2 separate regions of the Mus musculus genome follow, and region 1 is linked to region 2. The links are chromatin contacts, called in public Hi-C maps. All regions are on one chromosome and are shown on one strand. Each heading gives the region's core, a stretch centred on a gene start, on an enhancer-like site or on the middle of the called end of the contact. The rest is flanking DNA. Distances are from core to core; before and after follow the strand shown.

Region 1 (6,389 bases), core at 16-2,515, 670 kb before region 2:
TTGAGGTGATATTGATTGTGAGTAAGCAAAATGATGGATCTGCTAGATTTACCCATGAAACACTGTATACACATCAAAACAACACATGGCATCCGACAATGAAATACAGTTATATTGATCAACCAAACTAATACTAGTAAAGATCCAAAATTATTATAACTTGTTTGGGGAAATAGTTCAGTGAGTACGAGTAGTTGCTTTGAAAGCATGAGGACCAAAGATTCTTTCTTCTGTATACATGTGAAAGCTGGATACATGTATATGACTGTAACTCTAGTGTTGAGAGGCAGAAATAAAAGAAATTGGGGAAACTCCATCTTCAGTGAGAGACAGCATCTCCAGGAAATGAAGTAGGAAATGAGAAAGTGACAGAGCTGGGCTTGTAGCAGCCTTCTCTGGGTTCTACATAGAGAACACACATATGTGCACACACATGCTTACACATACATATATATATACATGAACAAAGTAACCTATCAGAATGGGCCACATCTTATCATCCCTTTGAAAGCTTTAGGATTAAACCAATAATAATAACTTTTGCTTAAGTCATAGCCTATTTGCTTTCTGCCAGAGGAGACATGTGAGTCTGTCATGAACAATGAAGATGTCACAATTTATGTGCTCTTGAGTCTAGAATCTTACCAAATGGAAATTTCAGTGCTTTCGGCAATGCTTTAGTTAAGGTCAGGTGGGTTATCTGTCCAACACCGAGTTCCTTAAAACTTCACAGATTATACATAAACACTCTGCCATTATAAAACCCAATTCAAGGTAGAAGGATTAATGTACAATGTAAATTTAATTACAGTTTTAGTCATACACACACACACACACACACACACACACACACACACACACACACACACACACACCCCTGCCAATTCCCGGAAAGAATTGAAACACTTCACATTAGGAACAAAACAAACACAGCTTATTCTGATGTTCTTGCTTTAAATCTCTCAACCCTGTATCTCTGCCAGGTGTGACAGCGCCTTTTATTTCAGCAATGAATACACAATGGCACTACTTCTTAGAAATCTTAGACCAAAGAGAAAGTCATCTCCCCAGCTATCCATTTCTGCAAACAACAGCTCCTTCTCAAATTTCCACTCCCTTCCTCTCATCTCAGATATAGCCTGTCCTGTTTTCCCAGGGTCTGAGTTTGGAAAGCAGCCTTCTTTTCACACAGTCTCAGACTCTGTTTTTAGTGACAATTGTTCTGTGTCCTCTGAAGATGGCCATCTGTTCACCTTGGCGGATGTGAGTATCTCATTACCTGTCAGGTTTCTAAGTTGGCTCCTTTATCCATAACAGTTTGATGCTTGTTGGTGCCAGTCTCCTTTTGGGTCAGGGAGGTGATTTCAAAGTCTCTCAGAGCTTCAGGAGATATACAAGCATCATCCTGATTGTGTGGACATCATTCACCTTCTGTGCATGTCAGTGGGCAACCCCTTCCTCACCAGATACATGTTGTGAATGCAAGCTAAACAAAAAAATCTTGACACCATTCCTGTTATTCTCTGGGTCCAAATAATACAGAGGGTAAAATAATTTAATAAACAGGTTGACTAAAATCCTGCTTTAAAAAAACTCATTATTTGCATCTCAAAATAAGTTTTGATAGATCACCAGTGCCAGGCTAGTTAAGCAGCCTAGACCAGTCTTTCTGTATTTGAGACTGCTGCCCTTATTGAAATAAGAGACAGGAGATAATTTCAGATCTCTGTATGACCTTAGAAATCATTCTAAATTCAGTTCTTGCCTTTTCTTTTTCCAAACTGGCAAAACATGTTATGAAGTAATGAAGTCACTTGTAATTCTAGTATAAATTTCAGCCTAAATCCAGTTTGCCAGAGGTTAGAATTAAGTGTGGAAACACTGAGATGAGGGGACTAGCATTTATTGAGAATTGGCTAGATATCAGTAATTCTTATAATAGGAATTCTTTTGATTATTGTGTCTGTTTATATGAGTCTTTATTTACAAGCAGGCAGCGAATCAGTTTTATCCACTTCCATTCAGCATTTAAGTGTATGTGTTTTTAAAACTGTTTTTTATATTTGTTCATCTATTCAATTGTTGTAAGGGGGAAAAAAGAGTGCACATGCCACTGTGCACCCAGGAACGTCAGAGGGCAACTTTTGGGAGTCACTTTGATTTTCTCTTTAAACCATATGTATCCCAGGTAATGTCTTGAAGGCAAGAGCTTTTCTGTGCTGACCCATGTTGCTTGTTCCAAGCTTATGTTTTTTAAAAAAAAAAAACAAAACTTGTGTTGTTTTGAACAGAACAAAAGAATTATTCTCCGGACACATCTTAAAGTGCACAATACTTGCTATCTATAAGCTAACTGTTGTGTGGAGAAACATACCAAACAACAACTCAGCTCCATGATGCCAACCCTGATCCTGCTAACTATCATATTTCTGAATGTGAATACTTTTCATTATACATATGAGAATCTATTATATATACACGTACTATACATACATTCATTCAGCATTTTGCCCCATTTAGTTCATTTTGAAGATCTCGAATGCTTACCCTTCTTACTGTAGAGATCAATGTTTTTATTTTTTAAAAGAGAAGTTGTATTTTATTATACATATATGAATGCATTTTCTTTGTCTCTTCATCTCTTGATGGGCACTCACCTCACATTGATTACCATATATCAGCAGCTGTTAAGGCTGCAATGATTATTGTAATATATAGTTGATATATTATTTTCAATTATTTTTAAAATATAGAGAAGTGCTATTACTTAGTCATAAAATAGTTCTATTTTTTCAAGTTTTGAAAAACCTCCATACTATTTTCCTTTTCTGTATGTCCTACTGATTAATAGTTTGGATACAACATTCTTGAGGAGCTTACCTAATAACTGTTTGTACATGCACAGAGAACTATGTATTTAAATCTTTTGAAATTGTAAAACTGGAAGTAAACATAAGGGAACATGCCATGCCTTAGTTTATGCAGTGTTTTTTGTGATTGCAGCAGCAAAATCTCAACTAATAAAACAAAATGAGAAAGATTGTATTAGACTAACCATGCCCAGGAATTCAAAAGCACTTGGGTAACCTGCATACAATCAGCCTAGATCATATTTCAGCATAGATGAGATAGACAATCTCCAGGTCTCACCCACTTTCATGAACATATATGCCATTAATAGTTGCTGAGAGAGGAAGAACTATTCTTTTTAAGGGTGTGGCCACTGATAGTATTCCCATATTTCGAAGGATGGGCTTATACATACTCATGAATGTATGAGCAGCAGTGATGGAACTTGGCTGAGTTGCAACAATGAGACAAAGATGTGCTTAGAGGGACAAGAGGAAGCTTAAAGGCAAAAGGGGGTGGTTATGATCATGCTTCATGGTACACATGCATGAAAGTATCAAGAATAAAGAAAATATAAACTTTTAGGCATTTCAAAAGAAACAATCAGACTAAAATGACAACCCATGGAATGGAGACCACACCTGTGAATAATGTATATGGCTAGTTTAATCCCCAGAATGCATAAGAACTATTTGTAATTCAGAAGCAAACCAAAAATCAATACTGGTTATCCTCCTGAAGGATAGCTACCTCATGAGGCAAAGACTAGGTGGCTTATATTGATGAGGTAAGGGGAGGTTGCAGAGTTAGGTTACAAATGCAAAATGACTATGCATTGTTGTGCCCATTCCAGTTTTAAAAACCTAATGAAAGATTTCTCGTTACGGGCATGAAACATAAGACTCTCGATTGACAGCACTTCTTCCAAGAAGAAAGCTGAACAAGTAGAACAGTAACTCTTCATGGCCCATGGATGCCTGATATGATATGGGGAACTCAGAATACACGAAGAATCCCAACTTTACAAGGGCTGATTTGACTGCTGATTAAGCTGGGTTGGAATTATGAACAGCTGTTTGCCTGCGACAGGGTAGCCACATAGTCACGAATGCCTTCACGTTTCCATTTTTCCTGCCCTGCTCCCTCAAGTGCTGTGATCATCTCGCCTAGCAAAACCTCAATTATAGTTGGGAAATTTCTAGAGACAACACACACACCATCCCAAGAGAAAAACCATTTGTAGGTGCCTTAAGTTTAGGAGAGTGCTGTGCTTTTCTGAGTCTTATATGGTACGGCCATATCCATATCTTGATGTTAGTGTTCCCGTTAGTGACACATTCTCTTACACTTGAAACAAGGAAAGTGACACCCCCATTTCTAATCTTTTTTTCACTTCTGTCTCTCACCTATATGGGTTTTGCTGATAAATAAGTTTGAAGGTCATAGCCTAGGGGCACGGGCTCACTAAGGCACTGACAGCTAATCTTATGCAGAATACTTCTTTTCCCACACTTTACCATCACACACATATCGGCTTCCTTTAATACTCACAGGTTAGGGCTAAAACATATTTTAACTCAGTTAACCTAAATATTCTAGTTTTCTCTCAGTTGCTGTGTTAAAACAGCCTGATTAAAACAGCCTATAAGAGGAAAGGACTTATTTCCTCTTCCTGGTCACAGGCTTTCATGGAGAGAAGCCAGGCCAGGAACTCATGCAGGAATCTAAAGCAAAGAGCTGTGGAGGAAAGCTGCTTGCTGGATCACTCAGAGGTTAGCGCTTAGCTAGGTTGCTTATACAGCCCAGGACCATCTCTGTAGGGATGGGGTTCCCTTCCATGGACTGAATGCTATTACATCATGCAGTAGGCAAAATCATTGTTCACAGGCATACCAACAGAACAATCTGTTAGACAATTACTCATTGAGCTTAGTTTTTTAAAGGTGTTTCTAGGCTTTGTCAAGTTGACAGTCAGTGTGTTCTAAATTCAGCAGCCACATCTTTCCATCTCCACTGCCTTAATGTTCATTTATGGTATTGTCTCTCACCCAGACTAATAAAATATTATCTTAATAGATGTTCTTTGTTCCCTGTGGCTCCAGTCTGTTCTCCACCATTTCTCCATGGGTCTAACCCATTGCTTGTAGCTCTCTTTTTGTCTGGCAAAGACTACAATGGCCACAGTTTAGGTTAGAGGAAGAGCACATGTGGTCATGATCAGAACATCTTGGTTCAAATCCTGGTTCATCTGTTATCAGATCCTTTTTTCGTCCAGAGAACTCTGCCTCACTAGCACATGGAGAAGGTCCCCACTATTACAGTGGGTTTAAAGTCTCAAATTATATCATTTGTGCTGATGTGTTGGTTACTTCCCCTATCCCAGGACTATTTTAGCTTTCAGACATTAAAAAAATAAAAGATTATTTAAGCCAATCAAACCATCTAAAATATGATGAGAAAATAGAGGGGATGAACCTGCCACTCACAGAAACAGAAATGAGGAGTAAAAAGCTATAAATTCAAGGCAGGAAAATGGCCTGAGACTAGCACAGTCAGAGATTACAGTACAGGGTCTTCTACATCCCTCCATCCATTGCCCATGAGTCAAGGGTCTCTGAGAAGGGGTCTGGTCCATACAGACAGAAAAAAAGATTCCAGAAAGAGGTCACAATGATTACTATAGAAAAGAAATGAAGAATGGGTCCTGTGCTAGTTCAGGGTCACATAGTCCTGGCTCAGGTCCAGTGGATCAGAGTTGAAAACTATGGACAAGGACAAGATATTTAGACTCCTTGAGCTTTGCTCTTTCATGCCTAATATGCAGTAAAAAGAATGTTAGCAGGCATGTCAAATTATTCTGAGAGTCACATGAAGTTCCAGATGTTAGTGTTGAGCATACTTCTTGGCTGGGGTTGAAAGCTCAATAAATCCTAATTATCATCATTAGAGATAGGAATCATTGTATACCACTGATTGACTGGGCTGATTAGAGGCCTTGTAGGCCAAGCTGTTGAAGCTCCACACAGTCCTCCTGGCACTAGCTTTGATTAACCAGTAACTTCTTGTTACAAGTACCCCAGGCTTCCATTCTTGCAAATGAGATAGTGCTTAGCTTACACACAGGGAAGGTAGAGATGCCAGGAAGTCCATCTTTCTGGAAGAAGTGATCTGCCAATGTCTAAAGGGAATTTCTAGACAAGTTATCTAGCTGCCTTGCCTTTCAAGCAGGTACCCTTGAGAAATTGTCTCTTGTTGTTTCTAGAATGTTTTTTTGTATGATCTAGTTCAGGTGATCAATGGAGTCCTTCCTGTCATCTCATTTTCTTCTGTGCTTCTGGTTTACCTTCCACATCATCTAGTTAAACTCAAGTCCCTGTCTCAGGTTACACTTATGAGGTAATACACCACAAATATGAAAATTCCTTAATGGTAAGATTTTTTTTTAAAAAATACTATGAAATACATTATAGTTGGGATAGGAGAAAATCTGAGATACAAAAATGCAAAAAGTGATTGTAGATGACAATACATTTGTAATG
Region 2 (6,838 bases), core at 2,665-5,164:
AGTCTAGATGGAGTAATGCACACAGTTAGATAAACACAAATATCAAAGTATTTATTAAAAAGAGATTCGATAGCCATAGATTCTGGAATCCATGAGGTTGAGGAACCAATGCCCTGAAGACACCAATGGCAAGTGTGCTTGGTTTTCTGTTCCTAAGCATCGCTAATCTACTCCTGTTGCAAAACCCCATCAAAGAGGAATATGGGTATCACAGGACTGGTTATCACATCATATCTATGATAAGGGTGATGTCTCCTGCAATGATGTCTCTAGAAGCTGGGCCTGGCACCAGCAATCTTAGCATGCACTGGAACTCAGAAAGGTACTTTCTCAGACTCTGAGATCCTGTGAGAAGTGCAAGCATTGAGGGACAGTCCCCTGTGTTTACATCAGCCCTCCTGTGACTCGGATGCACACTCAGGTTCAAGAACCTCAGTTTTACTGCTCGAGCCTTAGAGCCCAAGTGAGAGGCTTCTGGTCTCATCCCTGTGCTTTCATTATGGCTGAACAGCATCAAATGGATGAAAGGAAGAGGATATCATGAAGGACGTCAGTGGCTCTCCTACTACAATCATTTCTGACTCTTACGTGGGCCTTCTTAAGGAATGAACAAAACACAGCTCTGGCCAAGAAGATGCTTGATCTGTGCTGGGGTGGGAGGGTTGGGGATGCAAAAACAGAAAGGCAATAAGTCCTGTACATGGCAGAAGAGAAGCTGGCTCTGTAGGGACCCAAGGAAATAGGATCTTTTGGTCAACTGAAGGTCTAGCCAAATCCAGACTCCAGTCAGTAGCAGACCCAACACTCTGATCTCTGTCTTTGCTTTCCACAAAGCAATTTCCCTTTCCTGCTCCAAACCTGTTCTCCAGGGAACAAGTGGCAGATGGCTGTGACATCTCAATACCCTGAAAGGGCAGTCCTCAGCCTTAGTAGTCAAGGACACCTACTGCTATGCCCCTGAGACATGTAAGAACGGGAGTTGGCTAGCACTGTTGCCTGGCTGCTCTTCCAGACTCAGGTTTTGCCTTGCCAAACACAGCCGCTCTGGGACTTCACAGCACTGGTGAGGGTCATTTACTGTATCCACTCCATGGTACAGAAAATAGGGTAAGCTTCCAAGTGACCCAACACACTCTCTGAGGATGCAAGCATCCACTGGGTTGTCTGTCACCTTTTGTCTTAGCCACACAACAAGCTCTTAGTAGTAGGTGCCAGGATAAGCATCCGATGAAAGGGACCAAGGAAATGTAAGGTGAAAGTCAAGTCATGACAGCGTTGTAGTGCTGAAAACCCCGGTTATTGGACACATCACTGTGCCCAGAGCCATTTTCAGTGTCAAGTGTATACTGGATACATTTGAGTGGATGGCAGAGAGAACTCTAACCTGGGTACAAGGAAAGAGGGGATTGGGAATGCGAGGCAGAGACCAAGCAGAGAAGATCAAAAAGAGGTGAAGAGGATTTCCAATTCTTCAGACAACTGAGGCAGTGTCCCAGCTAAAATGGGTGTGACAAGCCATCCTGCTGTCTGACTTGCCTGCGGTAGCACCCATCCAGGTGACCAGCTCCATCGTCAGTTTTGAGTCTTTGTCAGAAGCATTCTCTGCTAATGTGAAGAGGACCGTAGCACTCAAGAACATGCTGTCTGTCCTCAGAAGTTCATCAATATAAGTAGCATGTAAATAATCGCATGTAGCTTTCTAACTTTGCGGAGATATATCACTAGAGCAAGAAGTTGCACACGAGCTGGAAGACAGGTGATCCAGATGGTTACTGGGGTAAGGGAAAGCTCAGGGAGATATGGGTGGTACCATATGTGAGGACTTCTCAAGCCATTTTCCCCAAACAGTGTTCACAGGAATTAATCAAATAAAAGCATTCTGGACTTCAATAGTGTAGAGTATATGTGTATCAGAATAGCCACAGATGTGTATAGTTGGTATGTCCAAAAGAGGAAGATTCTAGAAACTCACCATGGAAGTTTGAAAAAACAGCAGGGCCATTTGTTCACTTATCAAATAGAAAGCTGATACGATTTCACCTTGACTAAATTTCACTAGTTTCCAAGGACCATGGGACCCTCCCCAGTCTCCACTATTGTGAAAATGTAGACCTTCCCCACTCCGAGGGAATTGGTGTAGAAGACTACTACTATGTTTGGATAGTCTATTAGCCTCGTTGTGATAGGACGTGGCTGCAAAGCATTTCCAAGCCTACATCTTCATGGGATGCCTCGTACCCATGAGCATGTGAGCATGGCTTGCATCCTCTCACCCATTTACTCAGTCCTGCTCATTCACCAATATGCCTGTACTTACAGACCAAGCTCTAGGCCCCAGACGAGGTGCCCATCTCCTCTTAGGGACCACTATAGTTAGTCTGAGAATTCAAGATGGGCTCTGTTCCAGTTGTATGGTTGAATTCAGTCAAACAAGGGTGGTGTGTACATCCAGGAAATACAGGAGATTTTTGTGGTCCCTTGAGAAATAAGAAAGGCACTTGCACCCACCGTTATGCTCTTCCCCCATCCCCCAAGACCATTGGACATCCCAGCTGGCCCATTTCCAACCACTCTGTGTGTTCCTAGATTACCTTACTGAGACACAGTTTTGCACATCTTTGCCACGCCAAACTTTCCACTGTACACCTCCAGTCACACCAGCCCGCTGAGTCCTCCAGGTTCTCCACCCTCTGACTATTCCGTGTGTATCCAAACCTTAGGCCCGTAGTTCTCCAGTGAGAACTTCCTCCTCTAAACAGGGTTCACCAGTCTGGGTGTGGAGCACCTTTGGCTCCAGAGGGAATCAATCGTCTCGTCACCCACCTGCAAATTGAAGGAGTTGCTAACATCTCTAATTCACCATCTGGCACAAGTGTTCTATGAGAGTCCGAGGGTGGAGACAAAGACACTGTTCCTCAGGACAGTCTGTGTGCGTCCCAATGCAGACATTCAAATTAAGGGGAGGGGGGGAGGACTGAACTCAGAAATTGTGTTCTCTTTCACTTCTCTTTATATTTAAAATGAGTTTAGTACTTTCTAACCACATCAGCTGTCTTTCAAAAGCTACAGAATCTTATTCCAGAGTAACCTTCCAATTTTGCGAAGAGAGGTTAAATAAGATGTAGACTTAGAACCAGTAGCGCTTGGAAGCTTGGGTGATGAAAAAAGGCTGGTGATGTAAGATCACATGAATCACTTCCCTCAGGGTTTGCTACCAAATTCCAGGGAGCAATGAGTTATTAGTCTCTACTCCAGGAGTTCAACCCTGGAGACATGGCTCAGCCCCATCTCTACGGGACCCAGAGAGCACACCCGTGTTCCCATGGATAGGAGTACACTGTATCCTCACATCCAGTGCGCCAGGCTGCAGGAGAAGTGGGGGAGGGGAGTGTTTGTTTTAGTATTCTTTAAAAATTAAAGCTCATTAAATGCATTCAATTATTTAAAAGAATTAAAAATTAAAAATAATTCCAGATTTAAAATTGATTTGTAATAAGCTTTCATATCAGAAAACCACAGACGTGTGAGGATCAAATCTTGATCATCCTATAGTTTTCAAAGTTGCCTGCCACCGTGATGACACCTGCCACACACGCAGGAAGTGCAGAGGAAGGAAAAACCTGCTTCCTTCAGGCCCAGATGTGAAGGGGAGTCTATAGCTGGAGAATGAGGGCAGAGGATGCTGCCAGTCTTGTGCTCTTTCCAGCTGTGGTCCATTTGCACATGGTTATGTTGTTGATGCTGTTGACAAAAGGAAGCCAGAATACATCTTGTGATTCCCTGGCAAGGGGCAGCTTGCTAACATGCTGCCCTCGCTGGAGCCCAGGCAGAGCATATCAAATCCCCACAAAGTCAGCTAGCAGCGTCTTTCATTCGTCACCGTCGGCTGTCAGGCTGCAAAGAGCATTAACACGGGAGCCTTTCCAGAGAGCTCGGCAGCTGCTAGTGTCAGGATGATGTCCACACTCCATCCAGACAGACCCACAATGCCCAGCCTCCTTCTTCTTCTATCTCCGGCAACAGTGCCAGCCTCCCCACCCCCAACCCATTTTTCCAGCTCTCTGGATCATAGCATCAGGCTCAGCTGGAATAACGGCCCCCTTCCCTGTTTTGCTGAGACTTCCTCTGCTAATTCACATGCTTGCATTGACGCACAGAGAGCCACTAGGGTGCAGAATCCCCCGAGGACATGACATATGAATACCCGACTATCTTGTGGAGCCCCACCCAGAGTGAAGCAGATCAGCCACTTTCAGACAGCCTTGGCAATGGGGAGGATGCTTCCAGATGCACAGCCCTTCTGCAAGCTGTGTCGCTGCTCTAGGCTTGGGAATAACATGAAACTCGGGGTGGAAACCTGACTCTGGCAGTAGTTTGTTGTGCCACTCTAGGCGGGTTAAGTTTTAGTTACATCTGCTGAGTGGAAGAGATCTCATTGGCTTAAAACCTATGGCAGAAACCGGTATCTACTGCCTCCAAACATGTTCTCCCATCTCTGTGTGTAACTATTACTTGGTATGACATAAAAACCCATAACATGAGATCAGCTCTCAAACATTCGAGCTGTGCACACAGCTCTGTTAATTATGCACATGCTGCAGCTACTAAACCTTACCCCTAAGACCTATTTTCTTGTAAAAACCAAAACACTGTACCCTTAAATGCTCCACCCTCCTCCTGCCCCCGGGCAGCCACCCTTCCTTTCTCTGTCATCAGAACAGCAGTGCTGGATAGCACTAGGCTCTTCACAGCACCTGCGTAGTAACACCTATGGCTTTCTGGAAGTCAAAAGGAAAAGTGGGGACTGGGCTGTTACCTATCTGTAGTCCCAGCACTTGGGGGGCTGAAACAGGAGATGGGGAGTTCAAAGCAAGGCCAACTGGACCATAGAGAGAACTTGTCTCAAAAAAAATCTATTAAATGATCAATCCATAAATCTAAACTTAAAAAAAATGCATTCGAGGGAAAAGAGAAATTGAGAAGATAAGTGTAAGTGTGCTAACCTGTGCTGAAAAGATTGCTCAGTGCCCAGGCAGACAGGCAGACAGGTAGACAGATGAGCAATGTTTTTTTGTCATCTTTTGTTCACTTGTGTACCAAAAGGCCTCATCCCAGAGTCCAGGGAGAGAAAGAACACTACCGTGGCTCAGGTCTCAACTCTCCTGCCTAGCATTCCATTCTAAGATCCTGGGGAGGCCAAAGGCAGAAGGCAGTGGGTGTTGAGAGTCCTCCCTGGTTCCTGCAGAAGACTTTGCCTTTGGCACAGAAGTTCTTACCTACATCTGGCCCACTTTAGAATCCCAGCCTGGAGTCAGTCCCTTGGATATTTGCTCCATTCCTAATGAACTCACTGGCCACGGTCGTAGAAACTCCTTCTATATTGCACATGTCATAAGTTACATATCTGGACGCCATGATCTCCGGTGGGGGTGCGGGGAGAGGTCATGTATCTAGGGTGGACAGGAGTGTGTTAGCAGGCTCCACATACAGAGTTTTCGTCCCACTAGGTAATTTACTGTTCGTTTCTGCTGAAGCTCAGCGTACTTGAAAGGGCACCAACTGCTAACCACAGGGCTCTGGGCTGCAGATGCATCGTGGCTCCCCCGTGAGACTCAGCACATCCCACAGGCTTGGGTAGGGAGACAGCCAGGCTGGAGTAGCAGCAGAGCTTAAAGCAATTTCCTTGCCTCTCGGCGACTGCCTGGATTGGGCTATTTGTGCATCCCTGTGCCCTGTTGCTTGTTTGGGAGGGCATCGGCTCCCCAAGGTCATTTGGAAGATGAAGTTAGGAAAGGGGCAGTATCCGAACAGGCAGCATCTGGACTCCTAAGCTCCCGTTTCCTGGTTACTAATGCTTCATTGCTTAACTATTGTGTGCCCAACATCCCAGCCACAGATAGGCCTCATAAATATTTACACGCAATGTGTGTTGCGATGCTCAATTAATTGCAGCTGTGACGCACTTAGAGCGCCTCGGAGGAAAGGTGTGCAGAGAGGGCCAGCGGTTATTAAAGGCGCAAACAAGTCAGCTCACGGAAGCAGCAGTCCTTGGAGCTTTCCATTGCCCTGGGGTTTTTCCCGGCCAGAAGCCAAATCTAGGGAAAAGTTACACCCAAGGGAACGCTGTCCAAGGGTGACGTTTGTGGCTACGCCAAGAACTTAGCATCAGAAAATGAACAAAGATGTGCCCAAGTGACTTACCAAAGAGGAGAGGCGTGTAATTATTCAAACGTGGTAGCCATCTCAGAAACAAAATTGGAGCAATGAGGATCAAGTGTCAAATAGGTAAAGTGGGGTTGGAACACGGATCGTGGTGGTGAGACACAGCGGGCAGCCACTTCATGTTCAATGGGTAAAAACATAAGTTAATATGAATCAATACAAAGCCATCCAGAAAGCATCTGAGGAATGTGCAACCAGGGACTGAGAATGCCCCACTCTGGTGTTTTCTTTGGACTGGATAACTGTCTGCCCGCCGAGATGTGCAGAGATGAGACTGCAATGCAAGAAAGGACGGGTTTTGCAATCTTGTTTACAATGCTCAATAATTAGCAAGAGCCTAAATCCTCTCCAAAAGGGCCACAGTGGCCAACAAATGTGTTTTTCAATAACACTGCGTAATGAATAGAGTGTCACACTCACATGAAGACATCTAAACACCTATGTGTCTTAATGTGTGCATAGAGCACTGATGCTATCCTGACCACCTGAGTTCCATGCCCGAAACCCACCCAAAAAGCCTAGTGCTGTGACTGGCATCTGTAATTGCAGCCCTACTAAGGGGAGATGAGAAGTGGAGGCAGGGGCATTGCCTGGCAGCTCTTAGGACAGGTCATCC

Evidence for each region. Hi-C and Micro-C count contacts between places; a contact is called where the count stands out from the background.
Region 1: a Hi-C map of cerebellum shows a contact between it and region 2, with 2.6 times the contacts expected there. The contact joins two enhancer-like sites. A contact is called at or near these places in 4 of 484 Hi-C or Micro-C datasets (cerebellar granule neurons, cerebellum and olfactory sensory neurons).

The regions. Positions count from the first base shown.
Region 1 is chr5:39,453,102-39,459,490 of GRCm38.p6, reverse strand. No RefSeq gene overlaps it. Among named protein-coding and RNA genes, the nearest start is that of Gm25377, 65 kb to the left of the region's middle. Within about 2 kb of position 1,265, at least 3 of the 459 cell types and tissues checked have an H3K27ac peak or open chromatin away from gene starts, as enhancers often do. A contact at or near this core is called in cerebellum, where this site is marked.
Region 2 is chr5:38,785,442-38,792,279 of GRCm38.p6, reverse strand. The region is part of intron 3 of Clnk (cytokine-dependent hematopoietic cell linker); the gene reads left to right. Among named protein-coding and RNA genes, the nearest start is that of Clnk, 88 kb to the left of the region's middle. Within about 2 kb of position 3,914, at least 27 of the 459 cell types and tissues checked have an H3K27ac peak or open chromatin away from gene starts, as enhancers often do. A contact at or near this core is called in cerebellum, where this site is marked.